2 separate regions of the Pan troglodytes genome follow, and region 2 is linked to region 1. Evidence: chromatin contacts called from public capture Hi-C data. All regions are on one chromosome and are shown on one strand. The core of a region is the stretch at or near the end of the contact, and the rest is flanking DNA. Distances in the headings are between cores, read along the strand shown.

Evidence for each region. Capture Hi-C pulls out chosen DNA fragments and counts their contacts.
Region 2: a capture Hi-C map of stem cell-derived neural stem cells shows a contact between it and region 1, with 4 times the contacts expected there. The contact joins two enhancer-like sites. A contact is called at or near these places in 1 of 7 Hi-C or Micro-C datasets (stem cell-derived neural progenitor cells) and 1 of 1 other capture datasets (stem cell-derived neural stem cells).

Annotation. Positions count from the first base shown.
Region 1 is chr17:68,397,480-68,405,380 of NHGRI_mPanTro3-v2.0_pri, forward strand. NEDD4L (NEDD4 like E3 ubiquitin protein ligase) reads left to right here. Exons shown (of 31, transcript XM_001140979.7): 12 at 2,334-2,408; 13 at 3,998-4,057. Among named protein-coding and RNA genes, the nearest start is that of MIR122, 120 kb to the right of the region's middle. Within about 2 kb of position 3,887, at least 1 of the 24 cell types and tissues checked has an H3K27ac peak or open chromatin away from gene starts, as enhancers often do. A contact at or near this core is called in stem cell-derived neural stem cells, where this site is marked.
Region 2 is chr17:68,556,266-68,564,166 of NHGRI_mPanTro3-v2.0_pri, forward strand. ALPK2 (alpha kinase 2) reads right to left here. Exons shown (of 13, transcript XM_016933807.4): 12 at 7,452-7,500. Among named protein-coding and RNA genes, the nearest start is that of MIR122, 43 kb to the left of the region's middle. Within about 2 kb of position 3,421, at least 5 of the 24 cell types and tissues checked have an H3K27ac peak or open chromatin away from gene starts, as enhancers often do. A contact at or near this core is called in stem cell-derived neural stem cells, where this site is marked.

The sequences.
Region 1 (7,901 bases), core at 2,637-5,136:
AGCATTTTAACTTGGGCTCTCAACCATCAGAAACATACTTTCTAGAAGCTTCAGATGGGCCCAATGCCTGAGCCCAGTGGAATCAGTCACAAAGACTTCCATGTTTGACAATACAAAATTGTGCAGAAATAACCCATAGAAAAGCCCTGCTTGTGCATAGAATTAAGAGCAAATGAAGTCTCAGTGTTTCTCAAGAAACTGAACTTAAAAATGTACAATAGTAAATGATGGTAATCACTCCACTGAAAATGGCATCCTAAAAAAAAATAGTCATTACTATGACCATAACAAACATAAATGATAGCACTGCATACAATGTAAAAGCAAGTAAGTACTCACAAAATTGTTACTTTTTGGTTATGGTGTTTTTATTTTAAAAGACAGTATACGCCTCTATTACATGAGTTGCATTTATCATTCAGTTAATGTGATTTCACATTAAAATTCTGTGACTTTTTCAAAAAGAGATGTGTCGCCAAGATGAAAATGTAGTACTAAATGGACAGGATAAAAGAAATTGCATATATATGGGATATTTGAACTGATAAAACTGTTGTTATAGAAACAACATAAACAATGAAGCCTTGTATTTAAAACCTATGAAAGCAAGGAGGTACCACAGAATCCATGGCAGTAACACACCTTTAGTAAACCAAGTAAACACCGTAATTTTTTTCAGCAATAATCATAAGTTAGCAATTCTAGTTCTTTAAATGAGGAGCTCCTGAATTTAATTATTCTAGATCTGTGAAATATCATTAAGACCCAAATACAATATTGTATTATTTCACATCATGTTCACTGTTAAATGAGAGTCAAATCGGATATTTGCTTATTGGGATTACCCTGTATTCAAGGGCAAGAACATGAGCTTTGGCTGGGCGCAGTGGCTAATGCTTATAATCCCAGCACTTTGAGAGGCTGAAGCAGGCGGATCACCTGAGGTCAGGAGTTCAAGACCAGCCTGGCCAACATGGTGAAACCCCGTCTCTACTAAAAATGCAAAACTTAGCCGGGTGTGGTGGGGTGCACCTGTAGTTCCAGCTACTCAGGAAGCCAAGGTGCAAAAATTTCTTGAACCCAGGAGGCAGAGGTTGTAGTGAGCCAAGATCGCGCCACTGCACTCCAGCCTGAGCAACAGAGTGACACTTTTATTAAAGACTGATTCTTTCACAGTAACCAATGTGGGAAGATGTGAATTGTCCCCCATCCCTACCACAGAGTCTTCTTGTACCATTTACTTATCACAAAATATTAAAAATGAGTAAATACTAGAAACCGATACCATGGATGAACTTGCCGATAAGGAGACTCTGGCTTCTGTGTGTGACCTGCTGCTAATCTTCATTCATATCAATTAGGCTTCATTTAACCACATAGACTAATACAAACAAGTTAGAGGAATATTAAGACACTACACAGTAGATCTTTTTTTTTAAGCTTGATCTCACTATTTTTAATCATTCCTGTCTTTACTACTTGAAGTCCACTTAGAAGCTAAAATTGGCTGAGCATGGAGGCTCACACCTGTAATCCCAGTACTTTGGGAGGCCGAGGTGGGTGAATCATCTGAGGTCAGGAGGTCGAGACAGCCTGACCAATATGGTGAAACCCCATCTCTACTAAAAATACAAAAAATTAGCCAAGTGTGGTGGTGGGGGCTTTTAGTCCCAGCTACTCAGGAGGCTGAGACAAGAGAATCACTGGAACCTGGGAGGCAGAGGTTGCAGTGAGCTGAGATCACGCCACTGCACTCCAGCCTGAGCAATAGAACAAGACTCTATATTTAAAAAAAAAAAAGAGCAGCTAAAATTATAAATACCAGATCTTTCAGAAGTAGGCCAAGATGATGTCTGAGCTCCTCTGAATATAGGATGCAACTGACTCTTTCTCAATTGTAATAATCAATAAATGTTGGGTAGCCACATATCACTATTTCTTCCTCTTTTTCCGTCTATTCACATCACATTAAAATTTACCCTGAGGGTGCATCTTAAAGCAAACTACAAGACTGCTAGCTTCTTTCTGTTTGTAAAGCAGCATTAGAGGGTTGCAAAGTCCTGTTGAGTCTCCTTTCTGAAAGTTTTGGTCTCCTCTTATTTTTGCCACTAATTCTAAGGACCAATCAAAATTCCAGTCTGCTTAACTGAAAATTAAAGTGAAAGATAACTTTTTCAAGGATGACTGTCCTTGTTCTGAAAAGATGTTTCATTTAATTACCTTCTAATATCGAAGAGCGGTGAATATGGTTGAGTGATATATTTGTTAAACCAATGAAAGTTGCTTTTAAGAATATATTTCTTGATGCTTCCTGTCTTTTCCTCTCCTTCCAGCAAAGAGAACCCTCCTCAAGGTTGAGGTCATGCAGTGTCACCGACGCAGTTGCAGAACAGGGCCATCTACCACCGGTAACCCATGCTAATTTCCAGTCATCAATTGACTTTTTGGGCTTTCATTTACAATCATCTGGGCTGCTGCACAAAGAGTTTTTCCTGTGTAAATTTATTTACCATATAAATGAGATGTTTTTAAATTTCCTGGCCAATTGCCCTAGGAAAGTGGATTTCCAATACAGAGAATTGTTACTGCCACCCATCTCTAAAATGCTGGAACCTCCATTGCTTTAGTTTTTCACCCAAATTTATACCAATTTTGATTTGCTCACTTAAACTTCTTGGTACTTTAGTTAGTAATTCCTTTTACCTTATTGAGTTACTATAGTTATGCTCCAGTGATCTGTACTTTGAAAACACATTGAGTCCCTTTAACCAGGAAGAACTCTTCTGGGCGACCGACCGTCCACATGTTCCTTTCCCTTCCTAATGACCTGAAGTCTGAACTCTACAGAGTCTCTGTACCTTCTCTTTAAAGGCAGCTCTGCTCACCAGGAATTGGCTATAATTCTTTCCAACTCTCTCATCATTTTAATAGCTATCAGCAAATGTAGAAGTGTAGGGGATTTTGTAACATCTGATGTATGTAAAAAGAAATATTCAAGTTGGAAGGCAGACTAGAACTGCCTTGAGAGATGTTTGATGTACACATTAAAAATAAGAAATTTTACATAAATTTGTTTCTTCTTTTGGAGGTGAAAATATGTGGTTTTAATGTGTTCAATTTGATATTTTACCTTGACAGTTTTTGTCTGTTGCTACAAAACCTTGATCATTTTTAAGACTAATAATGTATTATGTATGAATTTGAAGGGGGAAAAGTGCATTTAAGGTTTTTGAAATCACAGTGTCTTCCCTCTCATGTATGTTTTTTCTTGACTTCAAAGGATATTTTGGCCTAGGTTTTAATTTTTTATGTTTGAGAAAAAATTAATGAGTATACTAGTCAAGGAAGCAGTCAAAATAATAGAGTCATTTGTGACTTACACTGGAGAGACTTAATAATAAGCTTGATAAGAGCGTCTTTTCTGGGATGGTTTCAGTACAGGGCCCCCAAAAACAAAACAATCAACTGAGATGGACTGGTAGGATCCTTCTCAACCTCATGATCTGTGATTTTCCTTGAACGAATGGCACTTTCTCTCCTTTTCAAAATCAATGTCAATTTTATTTCCCAAAGAACTCACTTTCCTGGAAACTGGTGATTCCTCCCTCTTTCTTTGTACTTTCTGATGCTGTAAACTCACTGATCACCAGTGGCCTCTTGAGTTTTGAGGTTGGGGAGATTTCAGAATCTGCTAATTATTTGACAATGGCAGGCAAAACCAGACCAGCTTTCCATTTTTCTCTAAGGCAGCTCACTCTTTTGAGGTTGTCATTGTTTACCCAGGTCAAGGATGAGCCACCTTGGGTGGCATAGGGGTCACGCTTCCTTTGTGCTACTGGTCATCAGCGACTGCTGGCTTTGTCTGGACAGGGTGGGTTTCAGGGATTCTGATCTCATGTCACCTGCCTTACAGCGCTGCCACAGCAGTGGGCCCTGATTCAGACAGCAGGGGCTCATCCCCTAAGTGCGTTTCACTGATGTAAATTATCATTCACAGCCCAGTGCCCCAGCTGGGAGAGCGCGTTCATCAACTGTCACGGGTGGTGAGGAACCAACGGTAATGATCCACTTTATCAGACATCAATAGCAAGAGGCCGTGAGGCAGTTTTAATATTTCGTGTAGTGGTGAATATACGCTCTTTTTAAAAATAAGATTAGCTCCTTTGTGCTACAGAGCTGCACACGTTTCTTATTTTAAGCTTCTCATTTGGGGATTGTTTAAAGGTACTGGGTAAAATAGAATGATTTTTTTAGTCCCACATAATTTTATTAGGAATACTATCAGGCTTTGGTTAAGTGCATTTAACTTGACCGTTTAGAAGATATTTTTGACTTTTAGTGTTTGTACTCCTGATAAGTTTTTCCATTTCATTAGAATGCTTGGTTAAAATAATTTGGTTGGAAGATCATCAAAGAAGCCACAGGAATTGCATGAGACTGTGTGTGTGATTCCTGGGTGTGCCCAGGGCCCTTCTCTTTTCTGTATCTCCCCTACCACATTTTTCACAGGGGGTTAGACTTTTCTTGTCCCCAGAATGCACCAGTGACCCTTTCTCTGCCACCAGGGGCTCTCCTCACACAATGAACAAGTTTCCGTAATTCCAAGGGAGCATAATTAGGATATGTAAGTGATCTAGAAAAATTTATGTTTCTCTAAGCCAACCATTCTTATTCATTATTTTAAAGAATGTATGGTATTCCTGTTTGTGGGTGACTTAGATTTGTATTTTAATTGCCTGTTTTCTACTTGATCCCTAAAGTTAGGCTAGCTTATAGTTTATGCTTCGCACTGCAATAGCTGTTTAAAGAATTTCCTGGCCGGGCACGGTGGCTCATGCCTGTAATCCCAGCACCTTGGGAGGCCGAGGCAGGTGGATCATGAGGTCAGGAGATCGAGACCATCGTGGCTAACACAGTGAAACCCCGTCTCTACTAAAAGTACAGAAAATTAGCCGGGCGTGGTGGTGAGCGCCTGTAGTCCCAGCTACTCGGGAGGCTGAGGCAGGAGAATGGCGTGAACCTGGGAGGTTGCGGTGAGCTGAGATCGCACCACTGCACTCCAGCCTGGGCGACAGAGCGAGACTCCATCTCAAAAAAAAAAAAAAAGAATTTCCTTATTGTTTCACCTGTGTTGTATTTTGCTGTAACTGCTCATTACTTGTGGATAACTTTACGTATACAATTGCTGATTTTCTAAAGATGTTGATGACTTCAATTTAATGCTCAGCATTGTACAGAGGAAAATCAAACTGGCAACAGTCAGCCCCAGAACACTCAGCTCAGGTTAAGATATTGAGCTACAGTGGTTTACGTGAGTCATGTGTTGAGTGAGGCAGCCTCCAGTAGAATTCAAGAAATTCTACATGAACTATTTCCCACTGTGCACTTGTAATTTCTGTGGGAGTAGTGGAGCTTTGAGGGGGACAAGATCATTTTGTGAGATAATTTTAGTTGAATTCAGTGCTGATGAACATCATCTGTATATCACCTATTTTTGTATTTTGTTGGCCTTGCAACCTGCGTGTAGCTTTGGAGTGTTGTGGTAGCTGATGTAGTAAATGAAGTAGGAATGGAATCATTGCAGTACCAGGCTCCATGGCAAGGGTCACCTGGCGGGACAAGGTGACCCCTCTGAATGAGATCCCGGGTGGCACGTTAGACTGCCATTTTCTTGCCTTCTTGCCTGCACTCTCCCCTCCCCATCACTGAGTTTCAGCATGGGTTGGGTTTTTTCTTTCCACAGGCTTGGCAATATTCATTCCTAAGTGTTTCATCTACTTTGGTAGATGTAGATAGATCTCCCTACCTAGTTAGGTTTGAAAGGATCACATCCGTTTCTCTTCTGCTGTATCCTGCATGTTTCTCTTCCACACCCTTTGTCGTGAATGCCCTTGACTTCCTGTCTTGCAATTATGTCTCTTCACCCCGTGTTTCCCTCTTTGGCATCCCCTCTGTTCCTCTGCACATCACTCACACTGAAGTGTATTGTCCTGGGCTGGAGCCATCATGGTATTATATCATCTCACTGCCCCTGTGCTCTCACAGACATACGGCTGTGTACACATAGGTACACATTGTGCCACTTTATGTTATTTTTTTTAAATGGGATGTCATGTATACATTACTTAGCAACTTGGTTTTTTTTTGAACTTATGTTCATTCTTCTGGGACATGTTAATAATTACATAATATTCACTGATGTAAAGGCACTACAGTGTTAATTTCCTGACATTCAAGGACTTTCTGCTCCCCCTATCCTGCCCTTTCAACTCCATACGCTGTGCTGAAGTAACCGTCCTGATATAGCTTTCTTTCTATGATAGTGCTTTCATTCCTGTAGTCTAATAAACAGGCCCTGATTCTCAGCCAAGAAACCACAGCCCTTTGATTTATGGCAAATAAACGCACAGTGGTGTCACTTTCTGGCAGACTAAGCCAGGGCCCTCCCCATGAGATAAAAGGAGAGGGATAGCACAGTCCTTTCAGTCTTTGTTGTATATATTCTAAAAATACACGAGCCACCATTACTGGGTTGGTGCAAGTCTTGGCAAATCTGTGATGGTCAGTGTCAAAGTGGTTATTTTTAAAAGCATATTGAAACTTCTGCAGTTTACAATCATGTTCTTTATTTTAATGAAAGAAACAGAGCCACTAGGAAGTTCTAGCTAATGGCTTTTGGGCATCACAAAGCAGTAGTGTATTCAGTCTATGATGAAAAGCTGTGAAATGTTAAACTAAGTCGCAGTTTCTAACTGGTTTGATTACTTTTTTGTTAAGCTAGCGTGGAACATGCTCACAAGCACAGAACAGCAGAAGGCTGGTTTTGGCTTCCTGGCGGGCCCTTCCATGGCCTGTCTGTAGAAGCTGAGTCCTGCCCCCTCAACTAGCCGTGCAGGGTGGGAGGCAGTGTGAGTTACAAATGGAATCATCAGCACAGGTTGTTCTATGTGGTCATTTGGAGAGAACACTGTAAAGAAACATTTCCAAATTGCCCTCTCACATAAATGTAACTAAATTACAGGTTGCCAGTTCAGTTCTCAATAGAAGAGAGAATGAGCATTTTAATCAAATTCAGTGTTCTGTACTACACTCCTAATTTTCCACAAACTGATTCGTGCTGTTCACTGTGGCTGTATGAAAGTAACCTGTATGGCCGGGTGCAGTGGCTCACACTGGTAATCCCAGCACTTTGGGATGCTGAAGCGGGTGGATCAATTGAAGTCAGCAGTTCGAGACCAGCCTGACCAACATGGTGAAACCCTGCCTCTACTAAAAATACAAAAATTAGCTGGGCATGGTGGCGCTTGCCTATAATCCCAGCTACTCAGGAGGCTGAGGCAGGAGAATCACTTGAACATGGGAGGCGGAGGTTGCAGGGAGCCAAGATTGTGCCACTGTACTCCAGCCTGGGCGACAGAGCAATACTCTGTCTCAAAAAGGAAAAAACAAAGTAACCTGGTTGCTAGAATTCATACAGCTTTAGGATTCAGTTCTGACATGATCTATGACACATCCATGTGCTTTCAGTTGATCAGTTGCCTCCCAAGTGTCGTTTCCAGAGATTCAGTAACTGCAAAAATATCCTTAAGGTTTCCAGAGCTAAGGTTTCCGGAGCTGAGTTTTCCAGGGGCGGGGCCAGGGGGAGTGGGGAATTATGGGAGGGAAGGGGCCTGGGAGAGGGGGAAGTGGATCACCAGAACGGCTGAAGGGGAGGGCTCTGGGCGGAAGGAGCTGAGAATGTAACACATTCCATTTAGTATTTCATTGATTGTATAAACAATAGTAGGTCAAAACTTGATAGCACATACTTTGCCAGAGATACTAATTGACCAGGAACTTAGGTTACAACTTAGCTCAGCAGGGGAGTCCATTGAAGTGCCCGGATCCACGTAGCTCTTTGT
Region 2 (7,901 bases), core at 2,171-4,670, 160 kb after region 1:
CTTCCCTCATAGCCTCCCTGGCTGGAGAAAAAAAAAAGAATACAAAAAGTTCCCTCTTTCTGCAGAAAAATGTGAGAGGAGGGCAGAGGTGCCCCACCTTCAATGAGTCTGGTCTCTGCGTCTGCTGGCAACACATTCTAGAATCCCTGTACATTTGCACAGTTTCTACTCTCATTGCTTTTGATGGCACGCTCAACCAGGAGGTTCTGTGAGACAGGAGTCCCGAAGAAGAGAGCTCAGAGAGGAGCCCAGGGGAGGGGGAGAAGCACTCATCTACTATGGGTCTGTTTTTGAGGTCGCATGAGTCCCATCCCCATGAATATGCAGGAAGCACACAGTCCATTCGTTAGTATCTGAAATGGAAACGAATTGAAGACAAAAAACCGAGGAGGGGGCGTTGTAGGTAGACACCCACCAGATAAGCAGCCTGAGATTCGCCCACTGTCCTAAGCCCCAGAGCTCTGATCCCCAAAGGCCTGTGCTGGTTTTATCTGCAAATGGGAGTGAAACCACCTTTGCAGAAATTATAACTGAGAAAATTGTGACAGTGAAAGAGATCTGACTGAACCGACTCCGTCTTGCTTCTCACCTCCAAGCTCTCCTTGTTCTTTCCTGGGCAGAGGCCAAACTAACTTGGGGAGGAACTTAGTTTATAGTTTGACTTTGAAACAAAGACGGTAACAGCCCTTTCCCAAAACAAACTCCCTTCTTGCCTGGGAACTAGACCGCCTTTGCAGGACTAACAAATTAGCCAAAAGATTAGAAATTATGGTTTAGGAGTCATGCAGCTGGAGGCTACAAGGTTCCAAACCTCCCCAGTTTCTCCTAGGGATGACATCACAATTGTAAAACCTAAGCCTGGTGCTTGAGATGTTTTTCAGACCCTGCCCTCGATGGATCAACTGGCGCCTCCCAGATCAATAAACTGGCTCATTTAGTCTTGTGGCCCCCACCCAGGAACTGACTCAGCACAAGAGGACAGCTTTGACTCCCTATGATTTCGTCTCCGACCTGACCAATCAGCACTACCCCCACTTCCCGACCCCCAATCCCCAAATTTTCAGGGAGACTGATTTGAGTAGTAATAAAACTTCAGTCTTCCATACAGCTGGCTCTATGTGAATTAAACTCTTTCTCTGTTGCAATTCCTATCTTGATAAATTGGCCATGTCCTGTCTAGGCATACAGGCAAGGAGAACTTGTGGGGCGGTTACAGGAGCCTCTGCAGGGCCACAGGGCAGGTAATTGAGGTGAGGGAGAAGCGCGTCAGCATTCCCACTAGGTACAGGCTTTTTGAGAATTCACCATTCAGAGGAGCAGCTGGGCTGACGCCGTGGGTGGCGGTGAGGGTGGATAGAGGCAAAGCCACATTTCCAGTGTGCTCCAAGTTGCACAGCGAGGGCTGCAGGGCCTTCCGTATTGACAAACTCTGAATCCTCAGAGGGGTGCTCACCACTCTGGAACATCACTCCGCCGTTAGTCCCTCATTGTTTTCCCATAGGCTCCTTCCCCTCTGTCTTCAAACAGGCAAGGTCTCTTTAGACACACACACACACACACACACACAACACACAGAGGCAGACACACAAAGACACAGACACAGATATACACACAGACACATGCACACACATACACAGGGACACAGACACAGACACACACAAAGACAAAGACGCACACAGACACATATACGTGCGCACACACACACACACATTCCCCACACCTCCTTTTCTGGCTACCTTCTAGACTTTTCCTTGTCTTTAGTCGACAAACTTGTTTAGTTGCTGGCATCTTGGCAGCACATTCCCTCTCTGATCTGTCATGAGGCTCCCACCTGGTGACACTACATTGGCTTAGACCTTCCTGAAGGCAGTGATAACCTTTTTCTTGTCTACTCTGGTCTTCACCCCATCCTGTCCGCTCAGGCTCTGTCACCCCAACCCTCTTGGCCATCCCTGTACCTGCCTCGTGCCTCTGTCTCCTATTGGCCACCAGTCTGTCCTGCAGGGGTGATCTCAAATCTACCAGACTTCTCTAGACGTTCTCTCTGTTCAGACTCATCTCTGAAGCTGGATGACAAGCGATGCAGCACCTGTCCCTGAGTCCTCAGGTCCTGGGGAATGGACTGGGCAGGGGGACAACTAGGGAATAGGGTCAGGAGTGGGAGGAACCCATGGATCCCAATTCCAGACACTTTAACAGAACTGTCCTTTGTAAGACTTCTGGGTAGAGGCCAGGAGACTGCTGTGCTAGTCCCTCCATGGAGGGGGCATGTCCCGGCTGGCTCTGTTGGGCCTGGGAGACTCCCCCATACACTGAGAGCACTGCTATAGTAGGGTCTGCCTTGCCAAAAACTGCGAAAATCACCACTGTTCCCTTCAGACTTCCCTTCAGCCTCCAAAATTCCTTAATGGCAAAGACTAGCCACATAAATCAGCCAGCGGGCCAGCCAGCCCTACTACAGAATGGCCTGACCGGATGAAGATGGGATGCAGGTGGCCTTCCGGGACAGGTGACCATGTGGCAGGCGGGGACAGGAGCTATCTGGGGCATAAAATTGCCTTTCTCAAGCTGACAGGCCTGTGAGATTGGTCCGCTGATGCCTGGCATTGGGGACTCAGCTGAAATGTTTGGTGTTCTATAGTGACATGGCCCTGCTATGAGACACTTTAAAGGCATCAGGAATTCTGTTCCAATGTCCCTTTGTTTCCTCTCCTGGCAGACTCATGCATTGCTTTAAATAGTCTGCCTGGAGTCACCACTCATGCACATAAGCCTATTCTCGGGGCGTGTTTCTTCGGATTAGATTGTTTCTTCCCACCTCCAAGTTTGTTTTGGCCCTTCCTCTCCAGGTACGGTGGTGGCTCGGCCTTGTGACTGGGCAAAGCATCCCAGGTGGCTGCCGTCCCCTCCATCTGCTTGTGGGCATTGAGGGCAGAGCCTTTCTTTTGGAACTCAGCTTGGCCGAGTGTGGGAGTCTATTTTGATCTTTTCTCCTGTTCATGGCCAGGACCAGAGCTAGGCACACAGACCCCAATGGAGCCTGCTTTCTCAAGGCAGCTCTCCTCCTGCTACATGAATGAATCATCCAGGCTTCTGTCCAGGGTCTCGGGAATTTGGCTTCCATGTCAGGGACGCTTGACACAAGCCACACATCCTTAAGCCTCGTCGTTCCTTCCTCCGAGGGTAGAAAGATGCAAGGCTGGCTGGCAGCCACTGCGAGGGGTGTCCTTTATGGCTGTCCATATTAATCTTATTTTGGTCTAATGCTTACTGCCAGGGAAGAAATCTGCTAATGGTACTTTTCTTTGTTTTATTTCAATCTGGCAACAGGAAATTGGCTTTTTAGGGGAGACTACAAAGGGCAAAGTATTGGTTCTGGAGCCCTCTGGTGGTTGAATTGCAATCTGGTCGCCTCCCCCGGGAACTCCCCGACTGGCTGGAGAGAAGCATGAGTTTGCAGTTCGGCTCCACTGCACGCATGGCTTTAGATCGGTCTGGAGTTGGTTAGGTTACATTTCCAAATCTCCAGTTATAAAATTAGGCCTTTTTTCCTTGTGTAATTTCCAATCAGAAATTTGTTCAACGGGTTAGTATCTTGGGTCTATCTAGAAAGTGGATTACTGGATGTCAAAACAATCTTACTTGCCATACTTTGTAACTTGAAATTTTTGTACTCAACATTTGCCAAAAGATTGAGGTGGCTGAGGTACAGGGGATGTGTTTCCAGACATATTTATATCTCTGGCTCCCAAGAGAAATATGACATACTCCTGTTATAAGGAACATACAATGAAGTAAAGTTGAATTAAAATGAGTAAGTCATGACAATTCTCTATTTTATTTTATGAGATTAGAGTAATTACTCCTGAAATAGGATCATAGCCTTTGACTTCATTGAACAAGACAGCAAAACAGGTTGCATGACTGGGGTGTCAGCAGCCAAATATATGGTCCTGATTGAGACATATGGGAATTTTTTTTTTTTAATGACACACGGAGCACTGCTTCTTATGATGGTGCTGTTCCCCCAGCTGAACCCTGCCAGGTACCAGCCCCCCCATAGAACTTGCGACTCTCCCTTTGCATCATGAATGAACTAAGCTCACTCACAGTTGCTTGCTAAGAATCAAGAGAACTTGCTCGATCAACCCTTATTCCTCCATCTTCTCTCCTGCTGTCTGCAGTCTGCAATGCTCGCCTTCCTTTCTTCCCCAGCTCATTTGCCTCCCACCTGGACTTTCCTGTCTGCAGAGTGCCCTTGAACTTGAGCCCTTTCCAAGTCTGTTCTCATGAGTTAGCTCCCTTTTGCGGCTTTGACATTCACTGGAGAACTTTTTCAATTGTGCCTCGCCTCCCAGCATTGAGGATCTGCCGTTCACTTTGGGGTGCTGACTTCAAGCAGGAAAGACTTCTTGACTCCTGCCAGCAAGCAGGCTGCCCCATGCCCCATGCCCCATGCCCCATGCCTCCTCACCTGTGAAGTGAGGAGGTCGGGCTTGATCACTGGTTTCCACTCCAGAGGGGTTCCCAGGAGCCTCTAAAGAGGTCTCTCAACCACCTCTTATGCTCTGTTTGGAGAAGTTTTCCCTTTTCATCAGTTTTTCAAACTGTGATTGTAAGATATATTTCTTTTGGGAAAAAAACTGTGGCTTAAAAAGGTAAAGTTTAAAGAAAAGTTTTTAAAAAACAAAAGACAAGAAGATCTAATATCCCTGCCAAAGCTCTCAAACACTTCAGAATCTCCTCCTCTCCCAGCTCCTGCTCCTTGGCCTCTCCTTGGGTGGGAAGGCAATGAGTAAGTAATACTTTATAGACAGCATTCTGCACTGGGCTCCAGCCGTCAGTGCTTCTAATGGGTCTTGGGCAGCTGTCCCGGGCCAGATAAGTCACATTAAAGCTGAGAACAAAACCAAAGGATTGGATTTCTTTTTAAATCAGGAGGAAAAAAAATGTACCATTCGAAGCTCCCAGTGGGTCTGGGTTCCTGGAAGCTATTGACTTGAATTTAAAAGATGTCTTAAATAATCACGACCATCTTCATTTTTGAAACTTCTTGGGCAGGTTTCTTCTTTGTTTTGGTAGAGAGTTGTTCTAAATAACAGCACGAAATTTGCCTACTCTGGTGTCAGGCTAAGACATGAGGAGCGAAGGGAAACTAATATTTATCTAGCTCACTTCCAGTTTCAGGGGCTAGGTGTAGATTAACTGGGGGAATACTCAGGGCAAGCTGGAGCGTCCCCATGCTGTACATCACTGACTTTAAGAACTTAGTCACATGCCCACAGTCACACAGCTGGTATGACGAGAAGCCAGGATTCAAACTAGGGCTGGCCGATGCTTGCATCTGCAAGGTTCTGCAGAACACATGAAGCCTGGAAAGGAAGGCTCCGTTTGGAAAATCCTTCTGGGGTCCAGAAGCCTCCATAAATAGGGCACCATATAATTTATCTTCTAAATGGGTACACTTGTTCAGGATCAATGCTAAAGCGTATGGGATGTGAGAACATCAGGCATAAAATGGTACCATGATGGGGAAACTGCAATAGACGTTCATCCCCCTCATCAGGTAGGCTAGGCAAATTCCTACGATGCCAAGAAGCGAGGCTACTATCAGGAGAAATGGAAGCAGCAGCATCAGAGTATGAACTGGGTCTAGCTCTAAATCCCTTGTTCCTTCGTCCCCACTACATCATAATCCCTCCTAATGCGCTGTCTTCACAAGCCCAAGAACACGCCCAATTCCCTGAAGTGTATGCCCGCCAGGTCTCTGGTGAGCACAGGGGAGAAGCCTGGAGACAGTTCCAACATAAAACTTCATCATCACTGAGCCATCCCAGGGAAAATGTCCAAACCGCATTCTGGTTCTAAAACCCAACTGGAAGCTTTGTGCAATCGGCGAGAACTTCATGAATCAGACTTACTGACCTGGAGGTTAAAAGAAAGAGCGATCCCCTTCCTACGTTTTCAGATTCCTCTACTTCTCTCTGTCCTTTATTGAAGCTGAAAATTAGCATATTTGTTGGATTGTGGCTGACACTGATGGTCTGAAGTAACCAGAAAGCTCCCATGGATAAGTTGTTCTCAGCCTTGGGAAAGGAAGCTGGATTCATCCCACTACTTTATTTTCTGTGTTTCTGATGCTTTGACATCTTGTGCCTTACTGGCCCTGGAGAGACTTTACTCCTCTCAGGGCTGCCATATTCCTAGAGAGAGTAAATGATCACCTTCCAGAGAGCCTTTCATATATATGCAAACCAACCAATCCAGAGCCACACCCCTAATACCTCCTCTGTGGTCTCTCATACTGGGGCCACTGTCCACCTGTCCTAATCACCCCAGTGCAGGTACCAGACACTAGGGCCAGCCCTATGTCCCAGAGACTGCTGGAAAATGTCAAATTAGCCAATCCTAGGACTGTTTATCCTCCCTCACCTATTCCTTCCCGAATAAACCATAATATTCTTGCCTGCATTTTCCCCTCACTTCCTCTGCCTCCCAACTGGCCCTGCTGCTTCTTAGATGGCCCCTGGTGGCCTGGTGCCCCCTCTTGGCAGCTGCAAGTAACAAACTAGCTTTTCAATGGCAACTATCTCCTGATCTGTTGACCTTATGATACCTCATACTAATAAAACCTACATTTTGAAATAGAAGCCATCCCCTCCAAAAGTCATGAGCTCTCTTTTCCTCCCCCTTACAGATGGTCTTAGTACGTAGGAAGAGCAGGAGTGGGCAAAGGCGATGGTGGTTCCAACACAGAATTGCATCTTCACCAAGAACAACAAATGGCTGGCTTTCTCCTCAGTGGCAGTCAAGTAAAGAAGTGGGAAGGGGCAGCTTGTTAAAAAGACGCCCCAGTAAAATGTGATCATAGCATCATCTGTGTGTGCCTCACACTAAGCAAAGCACCACTCTATATTAGAAAAATAAAGCCATCATCAAAAACAAGTAACTAATCACAGCTCTGCCAGAGACATTGCCTCCTATGATTATCATCGTGGGGGTCTGTGAGCTGCCTAAAATACTTTTTGGAGAAAAATTAATTTAAAATATACAAATTGAATTCACTGCATTCAATTGCAAAAAAAAATTTTTCAAAGAAGCTTTTAATAGTGAAGACATTAAATGTAAAAGAACGGAATATTCCCAGTTAAAACGCATCCAAGTAATGCCAGCATTTTCTCCCCGTGGTACTCCTATTGGTTATTAATCTTGAAATGTGTTTGCAAGAGTTCTCATTTGTTTCAAAGTTAAGAAACAAATGTGCTCCCCTGTGAGAACAAAGTCCATAAATATTTTATGTAAGTGAGAGAAATGAATTCATTCCAAGAACATTCGTCATCCACAGTTAGGACAAGAAATTCACTTTGCCCACCTCAGCCTGACAGTGTCTGCCTGGAAGGTGTCTGTAAGCCCAGTGTTAAATGATGCACACTCCATTTTTTCCTACTCACCCTTTAGCCAGCGTTGCTATGCCAACGTCAGTTAGCTTCATTCCTACACCTACAGGAAGAGAAAGCAAAGATGGGAGTTTGTGTTACTCAGGGCCCCTCAGGAAGTTGGGCCATCTAGCCCCAGGGAAGGGGTAATGACAGCTCATCCTCCTCCTCCTTCCTGCATAAACACTCGAGGCCTCTTTCATATACGCATCCAGCTTTAGGCAGGGACCATGGGGAAGGTGGCAGTTAGGGGGAATCAAGTCTCATGTGAGCAGACAACCCAAGCCCTCTCGGCTCTGGAAATGAAGTCCTCTGCCTGCCTGGCCCACCCACCCCATGACAAGGAGGGAGCTGGCCACTCTGTGAAAAAATCTGAGGCCTGATGCTTGTCCCGTAAGCAGTCTCCCCAGAAATACTGTGACTTTGGCTTAGGTCTGGCTCCCCGTTCTTCAGTGAAAGTGGAAA